Regions from separate parts of the Sus scrofa genome. Here region 2 is linked to region 1. A link is a contact called in public Hi-C data. All regions are on one chromosome and are shown on one strand. Each heading gives the region's core, a stretch centred on a gene start, on an enhancer-like site or on the middle of the called end of the contact. The rest is flanking DNA. Distances are from core to core; before and after follow the strand shown.

The links. Hi-C and Micro-C count contacts between places; a contact is called where the count stands out from the background.
Region 2: a contact with region 1 is called in a Hi-C map of retroperitoneal adipose tissue, with 2.7 times the contacts expected there. The contact joins the promoter of FOXM1 here to the enhancer-like site in region 1. A contact is called at or near these places in 3 of 5 promoter capture datasets (fetal liver, liver and skeletal muscle), 15 of 47 Hi-C or Micro-C datasets (alveolar macrophages, embryonic fibroblasts, fetal skeletal muscle and 8 more) and 1 of 2 datasets of contacts at active chromatin or transcription factors (skeletal muscle).

Annotation. Positions count from the first base shown.
Region 1 is chr5:67,119,822-67,126,006 of Sscrofa11.1, forward strand. No RefSeq gene overlaps it. Among named protein-coding and RNA genes, the nearest start is that of TEAD4, 45 kb to the right of the region's middle. Within about 2 kb of position 3,765, at least 8 of the 83 cell types and tissues checked have an H3K27ac peak or open chromatin away from gene starts, as enhancers often do. A contact at or near this core is called in retroperitoneal adipose tissue and subcutaneous adipose tissue, where this site is marked.
Region 2 is chr5:67,243,413-67,249,597 of Sscrofa11.1, forward strand. FOXM1 (forkhead box protein M1) reads left to right here and starts at 2,807. Exons shown (of 8, transcript XM_005664082.3): 1 at 2,807-2,970; 2 at 5,535-6,084. The coding sequence starts at 5,583. RHNO1 (RAD9, HUS1, RAD1-interacting nuclear orphan protein 1) reads right to left here and starts at 2,738. Exons shown (of 3, transcript XM_003126567.6): 1 at 2,591-2,738.

The DNA of each region.
Region 1 (6,185 bases), core at 2,515-5,014:
GTGGGTGTCTGATCTTTACTTCTCTAATTATTCTCCACGATCTCCTCCCTTGTGGAAATAGAAGTATTTTCCCAAGAGGTTAGAAAGATTTCATTGCTGCTCCTTAATGCCAATGTCTCTAGCTCTCTGCCCAGCACCGGGCGGGCTCCGGGGCAGAACTTCCTGCACGTCGTAACCTACTCTCCACCTCCGGTCACCAGCACCGGGTGAGGAGCCAGAGCACTGGGGTAGAAGCAGAAGCTCTGAGGGGCAGTAACCAGGTGACTGGAGTGAGTGATCCCTCCCCCGAGCCTCAGCGCCTTCGTCTACAAAGAGAATGCCCACACTGCTGCAGAGCAGTCGCACACATCAAGCAACACAGTGTGTTTGAAAGCACTTTGTAAACTGAAAAGTGCTATAAAGAGTCAGGGGTGGTATTACTGTTGCTGTTGTTACAGCTGTTCATGCTTCAAACGCTGTGCCTCTATGTTTATTGCCAGATCCCATGATGGATCAGTTAGCAATAAGTTGGCTGCTAATTCCAAAAAAACACAAAATAAAAGTGATTTAAAGAAGACATTTTAGGAGTTCCTGCCATGGTGCCGCAGAAACGAATCCAACTAGGAACCATGAGGTTGCAGGTTTGATCCCTGGCCTTGCTCAGTGGGTTAAGGATATGGTGTTGTCGTGAGCTGTAGGTCACAGACGTGGCTCGGATCCCACGTTGCTGTGGCTCTGGTGTAGGCTGGCAGCTGTAGCTCCAATCGGACCCCTAGCCTGGGAACCTCCATATGCTGTGGGTATGGCCCTAAAAAAAAAAAGAAGATAGTTTATTTCTTTCTCATATGAAACCTGTCCAGAGCTATAATGGGGCTCCATGAAATCAGAGACCCATGATCCTTTTATCTTGTTGCCTTTCCACAGGTAACTTCCATTCCGAAGGTCACACAGGCCAAAGTGGCTACAGGAAATCCAGCCATCACCTCACAATCCAGTCAACTGAAAAGAAGGAGAGGTTGAAGGAGAGCACGCCCCCTCCCTATTAGGACACTTTGGGAAGTTGCAGTTCTGCTTTCCTCCATTGGCTAAACTTGGTCGCATAGCCCCATGGGCTAAACTTAGTCATACAGCCTCATCTAGCTGCAAAGGAGACTAAGAAATATGGCTTTTATTCTGAGTGGCCCTGTGCCTAGCTAAAAATGGGGGATCCTGTTATTCAGGAAGAAGGGAAACCAGGGAGTCTCTGCCACAAATGGTCATCTCTCTGTCCTCACCTTCACCTACGTGTCAGTAGCATCTCACAGCCGCCCCGGAAGAGCTTTCTTCTCTTCACTACTGAAAAGAAAACATCATTCTCTTGGTTTTCCCCTCCTCTTCCTCCCTTTCAAAAGTTGGAATGACTGGGGGCAGACCTGGGGATACCTCCTCCTCTCCAGCCAAGCCCTCCTCCTGAGTAGCCTCATCTAGTCTCAAGGGCTTACAGACCAACCCAGGCACCATGAATCCTAAATCCAGCCCTGAGCTTTCCCCTTCATTCCGGAATCACATGGGCAGCTGCTACCGATACCTCCACTTGGAGGTCTAATAGGGATCTCAACTCAACTCTGATCTCCTCCCACATACTTGCTCCTCCCAAGACCTTCCCATCACCGTAAACATGTGATTTGAGCCAGGACACTTGGACTTAATCTTGATTCCTCACTTTCCCGCTCTCCTGTACCCAAGCCTCAGTAAATCACAGCGGTCATCTTCAAAACACATCTCAAGGTCATTGGCTTTCTTTCCTCTCCACCGCTAACCCTCGCCCAGAGCACCACTGTCTCTTACGTTGACTTGGCAGTAACCTCCTAACTGGGTCCCTCTGTTCTCCCCTTCCACACAACAGCCAGAGTGACATTTTAAAGAAGTCAGCACAGGGAGTTCCCATTGTGGCGCAGCAGAACCAAATCCAACTAGTATCCATGAGGATGCAGGTTTGATCCCTGGCCTCATTCAGTGGCTCGGATCCCATGTGCTATGGCTGTGGCATAGGCAGGCAGCTGTAGCTCCAATTCAACCCCCAGCCTTGGAATTTCCATGTGCCGTCCATGGGTGCGGCCCTAAGAAAAAATTTAACTGAATAAATAAATAAAGTTAACGACACAAAGTGGTAGATTCAATACATACCCCTACTTTGCTGCCCCCCTCCCGAGACCCTTCTAAGGTGATCATATAGGGAATTTTTTTAAGGCGTCAACCCTAAAAGACAAAGAGAACAGGAGGAAAGGAACAAAAATCCAGAAACTGGAAAACAAGAGGATGGGTGGCAGCTGCCTTAGCAGATAGAGAAAGCTGCATCCTAACCCAGAGAAACCAAAAAGGAACTTGGCTTCTACCAATGAACTCACCAAGCGTCGAGAACTGACCGCACCAGGGATCTCTGGAGGTGGGATGAAGACAGGACGGCTGTCCCTCCCAGCTCAGGCAGAAGGCAGGAGTTCTTTTCCTCAGAGAGGGTGACACAGAGGGTCCTTGGGCTGGGGGACACCAGGTCCAGTGGAACACAAGAGACCCGTGCAGCACAGGGGACCCATACTGGACATGGGGGCAACCCTAGGCCTTCTCTCCCGCTTGGCTCCCAGGATGTTGGTGGCCAGACAGTTCTCCAGAGCAAGAGTCTGAGTGGGCCAGGAAGAAATGTGCCAAAGAAATCTGCAACCTTAAAGAAGATGTGGTTCTTATACACAATGGAATACGACTCAGCCATTCAAAAGAATGAAATAATGTATGGATGGACCTAGAAGTTATCACACCAAGTAAGGCAGACAGAGAAAGAAAAATACCATATCACTTCCATGCGAAATCTAAAAAATGACCCAAATGAACTTATCTACGAAACAAAAACAGACTTACAGACATAGAGAACAAACTTGTGTTTGTCAAGGGGGAGGTGGATGGCGGAAGGATGGACGGGGAAGTTGGGGGTAGGAGATATCCGCTATTGTCTACAGAGGGAGAAACGACAAGGTCTTACTGTATAGCCAGGGGATATTCCGTATCCCATGATAAACCATCACGGAAAAGAATATGATATGAAAAAAAAAAGAATGTTAAAAAAAAAAAAAGTGCCACAAATGTGATATTTAACCCTGAACTGAACATACTGGGGATGAATTTTGAAAACTTTAATTCAATCAATAAAGTAATTTGGGGGGGCTAAGAAATCTGCACCCTAAAGTGAGAGCCCCTCTGATGGTCACAGAGGCAGCTGGCCTCCCAGCCCTGCCACCCGGTCAGAGCCTCCCAGTGGCATTAGCACCCCTCTTAAGTAGAGGTAAGCAACCGGGCTTCTGAGCAAAAGCACATATGACAAAGGCTGAAATAAACCAGAGGGAACAGGTCAGATTAGAGCGGGAACTACATCCCTGTAACCATTGCTTCCCTCCAGTCACTCGGTGAAGTTGTGGCCCCATGAAGCAGGGACATGATATCACCCCTCCTGCCCCTCTTTCCCACCTCGGTACCCTGGAAGTCATTCCCGCTGTCACCCCTGGAGACGCTGGCTCAGAGGAAGCTCCCCAGTTAGTCCATAAGCCAGGATGGGGAAGCTTTCCTGGGAACGGCCACCGTGAGCCACATGTGGTCTCTGCCACCACCTCTCAAGTCCGTGTCATAGCAGGAAAGTTGCTATCGGGTCAGAGTGACCACAGCCTGTTTCAGTAACACTCTCTTCCCCGACACTGGGACTTGAACTGCAGACCGCCGTCACCCGTCACAGCACTGGTCTCCTTTAGATTTTGTTCCAAGCATTTAAAAACCATTCTTAGCTCCAGGGCTACACAAAAACAAGCAGAGGGCCGGATACGGCCAAACCCTGTTCTAACACATCCTCCTGCTTTACTTTCGTCAAAGCACTAATCACTTCCTGCTGTTTTCCTGTTTATTTACTTTTTCTTATTGCTCACTATGGATCGGTCTCCCCTACCGGGAGAGAAGTTCCATGAGAGCAAATGCCTTCATATCCCCCAGCCTCACCCCCCTCACACCCAAAATAGCACCTGGCACACAGCCTGTGCTCAATAAATGCTTGCCGCGGGCCACACCAGCCAGGACAAGCTCTGGGGGGGACAACCGCGTGCTCCCAGCCTGCTCTCCCCTTACCCTCTTTCCCCCGATCCCAAACCCTGAGCCCACTTGTGATGCCCAGCTACCTGAAGACTTGAGCCCCAAGAAAAACCTGGGGCCGGTGCTGTCCCCAGGCTCCCTGACCTGAGGTGCGGGAATGGTATTGGGTGGCTGAGAGCCCATTACCCTTAGATGGGAGAATTTAGGTTCCCAAAGTGGAGACGGGGCAAACTCTCACCACTGCTGGCATATGGTCCTTCAAGGTCGCCCACGTACCTGCCTGAACAGCCACCATCCGCAGGTGACCTGGCTTCCTGGGGAGCACGGAGAGCAGATGCTGCCACAAAGGGTCCTGGGAGCCGGGCTGCACAGGGTGAACTGACCAAGTAGCCTTCAGGCTCACCGATCGGCCATTATCCGTGGTTCTGATTTTGGCTACCCAGCCAGTCCTACGGGCCCGCTGGTTCCCACGTCAAGTTCCTAAGAGACCAAGCTGGGGACCACATCCCGCCAAGCCCTGCCTAAACCTCTGGCCTTGACCGCTCTTGGAACCCAATGATTCCAATCTGGGTTTTTCAGAATCAGGAGCCTCTCAGGAGGTGGGAAGGGATTTCCTGGCCAGGATAGCAGCTGAGGCACAGTCCTCCCCGGACGGGCTAGAACTTTACCCGGAGTGCGGCTCTGAGTTCCTGCTCCCACCAGCTGGCTGGTCCAGTTCAGATGCCTCTGCGGCTGCTATTTTGTGTTTTGTGCTTTATCAACAGCCATGGGGCTCCTTCATTTCCATAAAAAAACAAATCACTTGACAAAGGCCTTTGTGTGTGTAGCAGACTTTACTGAAGATGTGGGGAGACAAAGAGGGTTTACAAAGCAAAATACAAAAAACCTCAAGTTGAACATTAGACACCCATGAGCTCAAAGGCACCCAGCCGCATCCACCTGCTGGGCTCTAGCCTTCTGAGAAGATACGTGCCCACCTCACCCCATCTTTCTGGGGAAGTAAAACAAAAGCCCAATTCCGGACAGTTTCTTATTTAGTGTGGCTGACGCCTCCCTTTCCAGACCCTTTCCTGGGGCTCTAGACCCGCCTTCTCGCCCTAATGGGCCACGAAGCTGGTTTCTCAATTAAGAACACCTGCCTCCCCGTCCCTGCTCCCAGGGAGGAGCAATGACCAAAAGTGTGGTCTCTGCCAGAGAAGCTTCTGCCCAACCAGGAGCCTGAGGCCTCCTCTGCCTCCTGTGAGGGACAGCAGAGCAGAGCTTTTCTCTGAAAGTGTGTATGTACGTGTGTTGCATGTCTGTATGTGAGTGTGTACGTATGTACGTGTGTGTGTCTGTGTATGTGTTTGAATATCTATATGTGTGTGTGCGTGTGTGCACATCTATATATATATGTGAGTGTGCATGTGTGTGAGTGTGAGTTACATGAGTACGTGTGCATGAGTGTGTATATGTATATTGTATTTGTGTACAGGTCTGTGTGGTGTGTGAACGTGTATGTGTGCATACTGTGTGTGAGTGTAGGGATGTGTGTGGTTTACGGATGTGTGTGTTGAATCAGTGTGTGATATATACGTGTGTATGTATGGGTGTGTATGTAAGGTGTACATGCATGTGTATGACTGTGTGTGTGTGCAGATCTGTGTGTGACTGAGTGTGGTGCGTGTGTGAATGCGTGTACAGTCTGTGTGAGTGTGTGGTCGGGGTGGGAGGGCCCAGTCAGGACAGGGTTACTGGTTCTCTTCACCCATCACTGCCCCGTGGCAGGCATGGGGCTGCTCCCCGCCCGTGCTGTCATTTTCTCTTATTTTTTATTTTTTTATTTTTATTTTTGCTTTTAGGGGCTGCACCTGCAGCATTTGGAAGTTCCCAGGCTAGGGGTCGCATCGGAGCTAGAGCTGCCATCCTACACCACAGCTCATGGCAAAGCCGGATCCTTAACCCACTGAGCAAGGCCAGGGATCGAACCTGCTTCCTCTTGGATGCTAGTTGGATTCGTCACCGCTGAGCCACGACAGGAACCCCCCACACTGTCACTTTCTTTCCCCAACAGCACCAACAACCAGCCCACTTCACAAACGAGGTTACAGAGGTTCCCGAGG
Region 2 (6,185 bases), core at 1,557-4,056, 120 kb after region 1:
GTTCAAATTTTCAATTGTCTCCTAAGTGCCATAACTGGTTTTTGTTTGTTTCTGTTGTCCTGGCAGCAGCGTGAAAGGAGAGAACAAGTGCCCTGGAAGTAGGGGGACCAGTGAGAAGGTTATTGTATTACCTGAGAGCAGATGAGGCCAGAACATGGGCTGTGTCATGTAGGGATGGGAGGCTGGAGACAGAGGCAGGGTCAGCAGGACCCACAAAGCAATACAAAGTCTGAAAAAGCATCCAGGGAACCTAGAACCAGATCAGCTTTTTTTTTCTTTTTAGGGCCACAGGTGTGGTATATGGAAGTTCCCAGGCTAGAGGTCAAATCAGAGCTATAGCTGCCAGCCTTCAGCACAGCTACGCTGAATCCTTAACCCACTGATCGGGGCCAGGGATCAAACCCATAACCTCATGGATACTTGTTGGGTTCATTACCGCTGAGCCACAACAGGAACTCCCCAGATCAGTTTTAGTAAGAACTTATCAATGGTTGGTGGGACCAAAGTCTGAATGCAGTGGGCAGAAGAGTAGGAGGTAGGGCAGGGCATCCCAGAGGTCCACACAGCAGGGCAGACTGGTTCTACTATACAGCCATGACTCATCCATTCAGTCAACAACAAAAAAGCAACATCCCTCATGTCACTAAGCAGTGGAGATGCAGGTAAAGAAAAATAAGGACTAAGTCTCTACCCTCAAGGGTAGAGGGTACCCTAATATTTTAGGGGGAACATAGGTAATAAATACATCCATTTGTTCATTCATTTACTCAATAAATATTTACAGAATGACTATTTTTTGGGCACTGTTACATGTGCTGAAAATATTTACCAGATTACAAAATTCAATCCCTGCCCTCGTGGCGCTTACATCTAGTTGGGAAGTGATAAGAGGTACAGATAAAAGGGAAATGGCCTAAGGGCTGAGCTGACCTAGGGCTGTTTAGACCTAGGGCTGGTTGGGAGGACCTATCTGAAAAGATGTGAAGAAAAACTTGCATGAAGAAAAGAGAACAAGGGAGTTCCCATCATGGCACAGTGGAAACGAATCCAACAAGGAACTGTGAGGTCTCAGGTTCGATCCCTGGCCTCAATCAGTGGGTTAAGGATCTGGCGTTGCCGTGAGCTGTGGTGTAGGTCGCAAATGCAGCTCGGATCCCGGATCCCGTGTTGCTGTGGCTGTGATGTAGACCAGCAGTTACAGCTCCAATTTGACCCCCAGCCTGGGAATTTTCATATGCCATAGATGCAGCCCTAAAAAAGACACACACACACACACACAAAATGCAAATCATTATGTTGTACAACTGAAACTAATATAATGTGTTATGTCAATTTATACTTGTAAGGGGGGGAAACAGAATTATAGGGTTTAGTGATAGTTCAGTACTAAACTTGGGATCAGCATTAGTGGCCATCTATTTTTTCTGAGACTTGTTTATTAGGTTCAACCCAAAATTTGATAAAAGTAATCCTTTGTGAAAAATAATAACATTACCCTACTCCTCTTTCTCCTACTCCCTCTGGCCCCCACACCCTTCAAGTTCCAACAATTCTGGCCTAGGGCAGTGCAATAGCCTAACTGGCCTACTCAGGCACACCCCTCCGTGAACTCTTTAAACTGCAAATCTAATCCTGACTCTCTTCTGCTTAACATGTTTTGATTCTCTGTAAGGGCCAAACTTTTCAGTGGTGGCTAAGGTCCTGAGGCTCTGGTTCCAGCTTCATCTCACACGCACTCTGCACAGGTCTCTTAGCTCACACTCCTCAGAGACGCTTCAGCCTCTGTGCAGACCTCCCTTCCTCCCCTCCTACCACACTGCCCTGCAGCACCTCCCACCCTTTGCTTTGAGGGTCTCCCTCCCACCTTTGCCTAAAGGTATCAGATCACAGACCAAGCATGAGTTCCTGGGAAATGCTCTTCTCACCTCCCTTAAGGCCAGATCCTCTTACTGGAGATACTCAATGTGATCCCCGAGTTCTAATTTATCACCTCACAGTTGAACTCTCCATTTGTTTAAATAGGTAATTTGCTTCGAAAATGTCTTCTTTCTCCTCCCATCAGACCTTAAGCTCAGGAGAAAGGCCCCTCTGCCACTGCATCCTAGCGCCGCCTGGTGCACAATGGGTGCTCAACTAAACTTAGGTGTTGCCTAAGTTAATAATAAAGTAATTTACCACATATAAACGATAGCATGGGGCCGGGGACGAGATTTGGATTGAAGGTTCAGAGCCGAGGCGGAGTTTGCGGCCTGTATGTAAATTTTGAGGAGGAGGGAGCTTGAACAAGGTCACAACTGCGCCCAAGTAGCCCGAAGGCCGGTAGGGGCTCCGGACGGTCGCTGGTTGCAGGTCAACGGAGGACAGTTCCCCCATCCCCTCCACCAGCTGGGAAGTCGCTGAGGGGGTAAGATCCCGGGGCGGCGACTGCTCAGGGCCCGGAGGGCTGCGGGGCCTGCCCGTGATACCCAGTGTCCCCGCGTCCCGCCGCAGCGGAGCCCTCCAGCGCCCTCCCCAAGAGCCGCGCGCCCGCACCTCTAGGTTCCGCCTCGCCCGCCGCGGCTTCGCCGGCGGTCCCGACTCCCCAGCTCACCTGCCTCACCCGCCGCCGCTCCGCCGACCTCACTGCCCGGCGGGGCCACCTCACTGGCCTCTCCCGCCTGCCGAGCAACCTCACCTGCCGGGCTGGACCGCAGCGCCCGCCCAGACGACTAGGCGGATCGCGGAAACAAGGCCGCCGCCGATTGGCCACGCCCGTCACGTGACCGCAACGCTCCGCCGGCGCCAATTTCAAACAGCGGAACAAACTGAAAGCTCCGGAGCGGGACCCCACCCCCGGCCCCGGCCCGGGACAACACCCCCCCCCGCGGCGGGATCCCGGGATTCCCCACCCCGCAGCCCGGGGACGCGGCCCGGCCTGCAGGTGGGAGCAGCGCGGAGCCTCCGGGAGCCCAGAGCTGACGGTGCAGAGAGGTGAGCGGCGGCAGGAGGGAGGCCCGGGGGCCCGGCGGCAAGACGGCGCGGAGGGCCGGCTCCGGCGGGAGGTGGCGGGGCTGCACCGCGCTTCTGCACCACCTCCCGGCCTCCTCACCTCTCTCGCGGAGCGGCCCGGGCCCTCCCTGGGAGGAAGGGCGGCCTGCTCGCTCTGGCAGACGGCGGATGGGATCCATCTGAGCCCACTCCGCTTAGAACCGACACCGACCAGCTCCCAGTCCCTGCGCCCAGGTGCCCTCACCACTAGGCTGCACTGCCTCCACCCCGCCCTTTCCCAGGGCCCTCCTCGCGGTCCTGGAGACCCTTGTCCTATGTGGTCTGGATGGGGGTCGGGTCGCGGGGGTCGCGGGAGCCGTTCCGGGCTAGAAAGGATTGGCCATTGGAGGTAGAGGGTGGTCTGAATAGAAAGGAAAATTAAACTTTAGACCTGAAAGATATCCTGGGGTGAGGGGTAGGAAGCCAGTACTAGTGTCTTCTGATTGATGGGTGGAGGGAGGAAGGCCAGAAGAGATAGGAGGTGGAGGTAAAACTGAGATTTGAAGGGAGAGGAAACCTAGATGTAAAGGAAAGGGAGGAGGCAGAGTGGAGAAGGTCTGTGACTTCTAAGCAGATGGCAAATGTCATATGAGTGTGACAATCATTTTTAGGGAGATTGCAGATAGCCTAAAAAAGAGACAACCTATTCCTCTGTCTCTCAAAGCACCTCTCAGTAGAATCACACAACTCTACATTATGGTAGAGTATTCATGGATCTGTTAAAATCAACAAAACACAATTTTTAAAAGATAAAACCGATTTCCATTAACATTACAGAACCACCGGGCACATTGATGGTAGCACATTCTATTAGGAGAGAGGGATTATGGTCTTGATTCTGAAAGTTAATCGAGTCGCATGCCTAGAAAATCAAAATATGAATAAGTACTTACAAGTTATAAAATGTCTCCATATAAATATTTTGCAAATTGTGGGGAAAATGTTTTTTTTTTTTTTTCCTAAATCAGTGGAAGGATAATAGCCTGTTAAGTGAATGTCAGCCATGATCTGCACAACTGTACCCTGAGCCTTGAAGGGGGCAGTTTCCCTTTTATCTGAGGTCTCATGAACTGGGAGATGTTTCCTTCAGTGGTGTGACAATAGTGCAACGGATAATTTGCCTTTTTCCTCTGATTCTGTGGGCACAGATCCTTTAATTTATAAAGTGAAATATTATAAGAAATATAAAAGAGGGAGTTCCCGTTGTGGCTCAGCGGTAACAAACCCAACTAGCATCCATGAGGACATGGGTTCAATCCCTGGCCTCGCTCAGTGGGTTAAGGATCTGGCATTGCTGTGACTGTGGGACTGTGGTGTAGGCCAGCAGCTGTAGCTCCAATTCAACCCCTAGCCTGGAAACTTCCATATGCTTTGAGTGGGGCCCTAAAAAGATCAAAAAAAAAAAGAGAGGAGTTCTCATCGTGGCACAGTGGTTAACAAATCCGACTAGGAACCATGAGGTTGAGGGTTCGGTCCCTGCCCTTGCTCAGTGGGTTAAGGATCCGGCGTTGCCGTGAGCTGTGGTGTAAGTTGCAGACGCGGCTCGGATCCCGAGTTGCTGTGGCTCTGGCGTAGGCCGGTGGCTATAGCTCCTATTCGACCCCTAGCCTGGGAAACTCCATATGCCACAGGAGCGGCCCTAGAAATAGCAAAAAGACAAAAAAAAAAAAAGAGAGAGAGAAATATAGGAGAGTTACCTGGTGGCCTAGTGGTTAAGGATCTGGTGTCATCACTCCTGTAGCTTGGGTTCGATCCCTAGCCCAGGACTTCTGCATGCTGCAGTTGGGGCTGGAAAAAAAAAAAAAAAAAAATATATATATATATATATATGTAAATGCTCCAGACTAGAATGGATTATGGGATCAGGGACTTATCAGAATGTCCATTCTAGCATTCCCACCCCTACAGTCACTGCAAGTGATCTGAATTATTGTAGGCAATAATAGGCATTTCCACATTTTTGTAGCTCCCCTACTTGTATCTGTTGCCAAACATTCTTTTTTTTTTTTTTGTCTTTTTGCCATTTCTTGGGCCGTTCCCGAGGCATATGGAGGTTTCCTGGCTAAGGGTCTAATCGGAGCTGTAGCCACCGGCCTACGCCAGAGCCACAGCAACTCGGGATCTGAGCCGCGTCTGCAGCCTATACCACAGCTCACAGCCTCGCCGGATCCTTAACCCACTGAGCAAGGGCAGGGATCAAACCCTCAACCTCATGGTTCCTAGTCGGCTTCATTAACCACTGAGCCACGACAAGAACTCCTGTTGCCAAACATTCTTAAGCTTCCAGACCTTTGGCTATGTTGACCTACAACTAACTCAATCTCACTTTGAATTGCCTCTATTTGCTTCCGTAGAACTCAGCTCCTGTTGTCTTTAGTCTTTACAGAGGCCCAGGGACCATTCACCTGGGCCCATGGCTTACCCTCCTGGTCATGAAGAGGAACACCCCTCTCTAACAAAACCTCCTAACAGATCTCTGACATCCTGCTCTTTCTTGCACTTTCCAGGGTCCATGCTTGTGATTTCTCAATGGAGAGTGAAAGCACAGACTCATAATGAAAACCAGCCCCCGTCGGCCACTGATTCTCAAAAGACGAAGGCTGCCCCTTCCTGATCAAAATGCCCCAGGTGAAACATCAGAAGAGGAGCCTAAGAGGCCCCCTGCCCAACAAGAGCCTAGTCAAGTGCAGGCCTCCAAGGAGGTGGCAGAGTCCAACCCTTGCAAGTTTCCAGCTGGGATCAAGATTATTAACCATCCCACTATGCCCAATACCCAAGTGGTGGCTGTCCCCAACAATGCCAATATCCAGAGCATCATCACAGCACTGACCGCCAAGGGAAAGGAGAGTGGCAGCAATGGGCCCAACAAATTTATCCTCATCAGCTGTGGGGGAGCCCCAACTCACCCTCCAGGACCCCAGCCTCAAGCCCAAACCAGCCATGAGCCCAAGAGCACAGAAGTGATAACTGAGACCCTGGGGCCAAAGTCTGCATCTCGGGACACGAATCTTCCTAAACCACCTGCAGCCCTTCCTGGGCGGAGATGGGAGAGCTATGGTACGTGGACTGCAAGGCAAAGGGGTGAGAAGCCAGCCTTCCCTCTCTGGTGGCAAGGACCACCATCAGCTGTGTTGATGCTTAGGACAGACAGGTGTCTG